Regions from separate parts of the Rattus norvegicus genome. Here region 1 is linked to region 2. Evidence: chromatin contacts called from public Hi-C data. All regions are on one chromosome and are shown on one strand. The core of a region is the stretch at or near the end of the contact, and the rest is flanking DNA. Distances in the headings are between cores, read along the strand shown. Region 1 has its middle 170 kb from the start of Gadd45g. Region 2 has its middle 50 kb from the start of Gadd45g.

Region 1 (3,047 bases), core at 44-2,543, 120 kb after region 2:
GTGACCACTCAGCTGGGTGGGTTTCCCAAGTGAATGAGAGTTGCCAGTGTGGCTGCCAAGGGGAGGCAGAGACAGCAGGATCAGGAGTTCAAGGCCATACTTGGTTACATATCAAGCTTAAGGGCAGCCTAGGTCCTAAGAGACACAGTTACAATAAGGCCAGGAAGATAATAGCAGGGGGTTTCCAGGGATATAACCATTACTTTCCTTGTGAGATTGAGGGCCTGAATTCAACCCCTACAATGCATGTTGAGAAAGCCAAGCTGTGTCAGGACCTGCTATGTCTGTCCCACTATTGGGGAGGAAGAGAGGCAGCCGATTCCTGGAACTTGCTGGTCCACCAGCGCAGCCTACTCGGTGAGTCGAGGCCAGCAAGAGACCGTTGTAATTTAGTTTCTGTTGCTGTGACAACGCAATGGCTGAAAGCTATTTGGAGGAGGATGGGGTTTTTTAATGTGGCTTGCAGGGTAGAGACTATCATCCAGGGAAGCCAAAACAGGAGTTCAAGGCAAGGCCTTGAGGCAGCGACTGCAAGGGAATGCTGCCACTGGCTTGATGCCCATGGGTCAGCCCATGGCAGGCAACGTCTCAGGTGAGGCTCCCTGCCCAGAGGACTGTAGTTCATGTCAATGTGACAAACAAACAAAAAACAACACGAAGACTTTGTCTCAAATATCAGGGTAGACGATGCTGGAGGAAGGACACTTTGGGCCTCCACATGCACGTGTACGTAAGTGTACAGTGTTTGTACACACACACACACACACACACACACACACACACACACACACACACACCTATAATGAGATCACACCCAGAGATACCGAGCTGAAAGGTGGCAGTTAGAATGGAGCTGGAGCCAAAGTGCGCCCAGTTCCCGTAGCAGCCGTTCCTGCCCTCTGTGGACTCTGAGGAGGATGGTAGGTAGATGGATACGCTTCTGAGAATTCCTGCTACAACAGCAGCTCAGGGAACGTGGCTCTGAGTGCAGAGCCCGTCTGCAGAGCCTGGGTGGCCGCTGCTTCCTTCTGTGGGGTGAGGCCGTGCGTCTTTCAAAAGCTCGTTAGAGACACCCTCTCCCTTTGAAGGGGCCGTTTCATGTGCCGCTTTCAATCTGTCACGAAGCCGAAGCCGCTTTGCTCCAAAGAGCCGGGACTGCAGGAGGGGTACGCTTGTGAGGCCGGAAGAGTGTCCTGGATGCCCTTCTGGGTGTAGAGTCCCTAGGAGCGCAGGATGAAGGAGTAGGCAGGAGCAGACAGCGAGATGCTGTTTTCAATCGTGGCTGGCTGTGTGCCTGGATGTGTGTGGTGCTCACCCTATCCCAGGAGGAATAGCAAGGTCAGTGTCAGCGCTTTGATGTTCCCTTAGAGAAGCGGTGGAAATCAAACACAGGCGTCTGCAGCAGTAGCAACCCTGGGGTTTGCATTGCATTGTTTTTAGGTTTTGAAAAAAGATGATCCAAGAAGAGCAAGGATGTGACTACCCTGCTTCTTAGCGGATTAATGCTTGCTTTCTCCCTTTCCCACTCTTCCACCCCAGCCCTGCCTGACGTCTCCCTTGCCCCGAGGCTGCGCTGTCCTGAAATGCCTCTGCAGCCGAGGCCTTAAGTGGACTGAGGCTAAGGGAATGATAGAAATTCATTTCTCTCTCTCTCTCTCTCTCTCTCTCTCTCTCTCTCTCTCTCTCTCTCTCTCTCTCTCCTCTCTCCCCCTTGAGCCGGGCTAAAGTGTCGGGAGCATGCAGGAGCAGGTTGCTTGTGTGTCTGTTTAGCTTGGCACCCCAAGCCTTGCAGCCTTGTCTCTCCTGTGTGAAAACACTGACAAGCTTCTGCCTGTTTCCATTCCTAGTGTTTGCCCCTGCTGCCTGGCTGGCCTCTTCTTGGAAAACCAGATCCCGTGGCTTCAGTGACCTAGTGCTGGCAGCAGGGACCGTTGTGTGACTGGCAAAGCGCTTGGTTTCCCATGATTGCATCATGGTTTGGGGGGCACGGGGTGAGCATGGGAAGCTCCAAAGGGGTCAGGTCCCTGGGGAAAGGTGCCTGTCACTGGCTTCTGAGTCAATGTTCCCTTAAACTCGTGCCCAGTTTGCATCAGAAAATAAAAAAGTTTGTGTCCAGAGAAGACTGAGCAACAAAGCCTGCAGAATGTCATTGACCCATCGTGAAGGCCGTAACCTCTATGCCACCAACTTCCCAGTGGCACAGACATTCTTCCTAAGTGTATTTGATGGATAAGAAAAGTGAGGGCCAGAGACATTTGGCTGATCTGAGTTTCTGTTTCAATATGAGTTACTGGAAGGGTTAGAATTCTCGTCTAGTGGAGTTACACCTTCAGCTCAGTTCCCATTGGGCCTCTTCTGTGAGTGATTGTGTGTGTGTGTGTGTGTGTGTGTGTGTGTGTGTGTGTGTGTGCACGCGTGCGTGTGCGCAGAACTGAACAGTCATTGGTTCTCTATCCCCTTAGTCAATTTTCTGGTGCTGTTAGACAACACTCCAGGCTGGGCAATTTGTAAGTGAAAAGGTTGATATTGGCTTATGGTTCTGGAGGCTCGCAAACACAGCGGCAGGGTCAGCTTCTGATGAGGAGAAAAGGGCCAGTCATGCCAGAATGGCCAACATTGTGGTTGAAAGTTAGAGCATTGAGGTTAGTGGTCTGCCCTTGCAGATTATGCAAGAGGATAGAAGGGGGGGGTGTGGAGATTACGTTCGGCATAGCCATTGATCCAGTCAGCCACAGGTTCATATGAGATTCCAGGGGAAATTGGACACGCGACACTCAGGTTAGCTTCCTGGGTTGGTCGTACATTAATGAGCCAGGAAGGTGACAAATCCCAGGAACTCAGGAGCTTCTTATTTGAGACTCTGAGACTCTGAGACTTCATTTGGATTGTACCTTGCAGGACAGACTATGTACGAGAGTGGCTCGGTGCTCCCAGTGTTTTGCGTCATTCCAGCAAATGACCAAGCTGGGGACAGTGTGAGAACTCGACTTTGCAGCCAGCTTGTCACAAGTGCAGATGGCCTGAGGAGGCCTGAGTTCAGATCTGGC
Region 2 (2,972 bases), core at 260-2,759:
GCCTTGATAAAAAAAACCATTAGATTACATTCCTAAGACTAGCCCTCAAGGTCTATTTCCTTATATAGCCACTTCCTCTTTTTGAGACTTGACTACCAAGGTCCAGCTATCAAAGTATTGAAGTCCAGCAATCAAAAGCCCCCTTTGGCTCACCTAATTAACATGTCCAATCAAAATTAAACATCTCATCCTAACATGAGGTTTCCCTTTTTACCTTTATAAACCACCATTTGCCTATGGGCCATGTCTGTCACTCTATCTAGAAGCCGACCTTTGACCTATTCTGAGATAAATACTCCCTCTCCCTCATCCTCTATGTCCTGTGTTTGCCCCTTATTCCTGCCCTCTGTCCTTCTGGGACAAATCAATCTCCTCTGTGCTGAGAACGTGATCTTAGGGTTCCTAATCCAATGCTTTTCCTTTCACATGGCTCCTGGAGATTTGAACCCTGGTCCTTGGGCTTGTGAGCAAGCACTTCAACCACCGATCCATCTCTCCAGCCCCTAGAGCAGAGTCTTAGAAGTAGAACTGCTAACCCAAAGATGTGCATATTTTCAGTTTTAAAAAGTTATTGGGAAAGTTATTCTCCAATAGTGTTTGCTAATTGATGCTTCTACCCTCAGAACGTTGGGGTGCCAGTTTTCACATGTGTTTATGATGAACTTACGATATTTAAATAATATTAAAGATGGGAAAGAAAAAGTTTACTTTAATCTTCATATAAGTAGGGTGAACTTGTGTCTTTTTGGCCAATTTATTTTATTTTGTTGTTGTTGAGAGTTTTTGGTTCCTTGCAGGTGTGTTTGTGTGTGTGTGTTTATGTGTGTGTGTGTGTGTGTGTGTGTGTGTGTGTGTGTATTTTGGACAGAGTCTTACATAGTTCCAGCATTTTTCCTACACAGTGCATTCAAATTTACTTCTTAGTAAAATCCATGACATGTTAAGGTAAATGCTATCATTTGACCCAGTGAAGCAAAAGAAACTATTGTACCGTGGGGCACATAACCTCTTATGCTGCTTTAAACTCACTCTGTGGCCAACACTGCCCCGCTTCCACTGCCTGTGTTGTGATTACAGGCAAATGCTATCACGTTCTGCTTGTTCGATACGGGGGATCAAATCTAGGGCATTGTGGATGGTAGACAGCGCTCGGTCAACTGAGTTACAGCCCGGGTCCCTCCTTTGCTTAATCTCTTTCTCTCTCTCTCTCTCTCTCTCTCTCTCTCTCTCTCTCTCTCTCTCTCTCTCTTTTTTCTTTTCTTTTTTTTTCGGAGCTGGGGACCGAACCCAGGGCCTTGTGCTTGCTAGGCAAGCGCTCTACCACTGAGTTAAATCCCCAACCCCCTTTGCTTAATCTCTTACACTAACGCTAATAGCTTCAATCAACAGACTCAAAATCGAAGAACCAAACAAAAGCAAGGTCCATTTCTTGTTTACTATGAGTGTCCCTCCTGCAGCTGCGGCCTTTGGAATTTTAGCAGCAGCGGAGAAGGGAGGAGTCAGGGGACACATGGTATGGGCTGACCCAGATCTGGGAGTTATGTCAGCTGATGAACTGTCTGGTGACCAAGAGCTGGTGGGTCTCTGTGTCATTTGCCAGGGGGGGCGGGACACTCTTCCAGCCGCTGGAGTTTGTCTTTGTTGGTAAAGCCTTGGCTTACCAGTGGCTGCCAAGTTAGGTAATGTCTGGCGAGGTTTTGCTTTGCCTACATTTTTAGCAGAGCCGTCTTTCTCTAATTGCACAAGGCTTTTGATATAGCATCGTCATTAGCCCTTCGTCTTGTTGTGGAAGGTTTAAAATATTTCCCCGTGATTTTCTGCTCTGTTTTATAGCTCTTGCCTGTCCCAGCCTACGCATGCTTCCTGTGTGACTGGCTTCTGGGTCCCCCACCTTCTAACGCCGTCCACATTCTGAACTCTGCCCAACAAGGTTCCATCTACCAGAGTCATGAACACCTCTCCCACACCTTCCTGTAGCTTTGCATGCACCTTTAGAGACTGAATTCTAGTGTTTGTTTTGACGTACGTCTTTGGGGATGCCTGTAATGGCTTTTACCTTCCTGCTAAACTTGCCTCTGACATCCACCTGACCAGACTCTGGGGCTGCATTTGTACACATCTTTGGTTGCTCTTTCCATCTAGCCATTCTCCAGCTCCTTTCTGGGGCCAACTCTGACTGCCAAGTACCCTCCCAGGCCTGATCCAGGAACATTCTCGCCAGGTTCCTTTTTACCTCCAGCTCCAGTAGACAGCCCCAGGCTCACTCCTGGTTCCTAATTCCCTTCTCTCCCACCTGGTTCTAGGAGGCCTCTCCAGATGCCCACAGCTTCCTTGGTGCTCCTGGCTCCAGCCTGCTATTGCAGCCTCTAATCTACTGCCCAACTCCCTTGTATTTGCCTACGTGCTTTCCTTGTCCAGATCCACATGCTCTGAACTCTAGTTACAACCTCCACCATGGGACACACCCTGTTCATTTCTGTCTTTACTATCTCCTGAAGCCCAGCCCTTGCCGAGGAGTGACAAGCAAACTTTCCACCATGTCCCCAGGGGACCCTTGCCCTAGAGCAGTCATCTTTCCCGCCTGATTCCTCATACTGTTTGCAGATTTCCTCGACTGGCTAATGGCCCCCTTTCCTTAGCAGCCAGCTTTAGTTGTGTCCCTCTACCGCCCCACTGCACACCCCTGCCCAGGCTGTATCTTGCTATGTTCGTGCAGGTGGATGTATGAGGCCTTGAGCTATGGGAGCTGGGCCCCAGGGAGTCTTCCCTTACCCTGAAGCCTTGTAGCAAGGCCTTGACAAGACTCCAGCTGTGAAGTAATTTCAGGAAGGCTGGGAGAGGCCCAGGCCCAGGACAGGTGGGGATTTGGAAGGATGGGTAGCCAGTGGCCTCAGGCTGGCCTTCAAGGAGAGGCCAAGCTGCTCATGGCCCCTATCAGGCAGTTCGAGGGCTACACTTACTGATCTCCAGGC

Evidence for each region. A called contact is a pair of places that touch in the nucleus more often than the background predicts.
Region 1: a contact with region 2 is called in a Hi-C map of liver, with 6 times the contacts expected there. The contact joins two enhancer-like sites. A contact is called at or near these places in 3 of 12 Hi-C or Micro-C datasets (kidney and liver).

The regions. Positions count from the first base shown.
Region 1 is chr17:13,361,842-13,364,888 of GRCr8, reverse strand. No RefSeq gene overlaps it. Among named protein-coding and RNA genes, the nearest start is that of Gadd45g, 170 kb to the left of the region's middle. Within about 2 kb of position 1,293, at least 9 of the 93 cell types and tissues checked have an H3K27ac peak or open chromatin away from gene starts, as enhancers often do. A contact at or near this core is called in liver, where this site is marked.
Region 2 is chr17:13,478,423-13,481,394 of GRCr8, reverse strand. No RefSeq gene overlaps it. Among named protein-coding and RNA genes, the nearest start is that of Gadd45g, 50 kb to the left of the region's middle. Within about 2 kb of position 1,509, at least 5 of the 93 cell types and tissues checked have an H3K27ac peak or open chromatin away from gene starts, as enhancers often do. A contact at or near this core is called in liver, where this site is marked.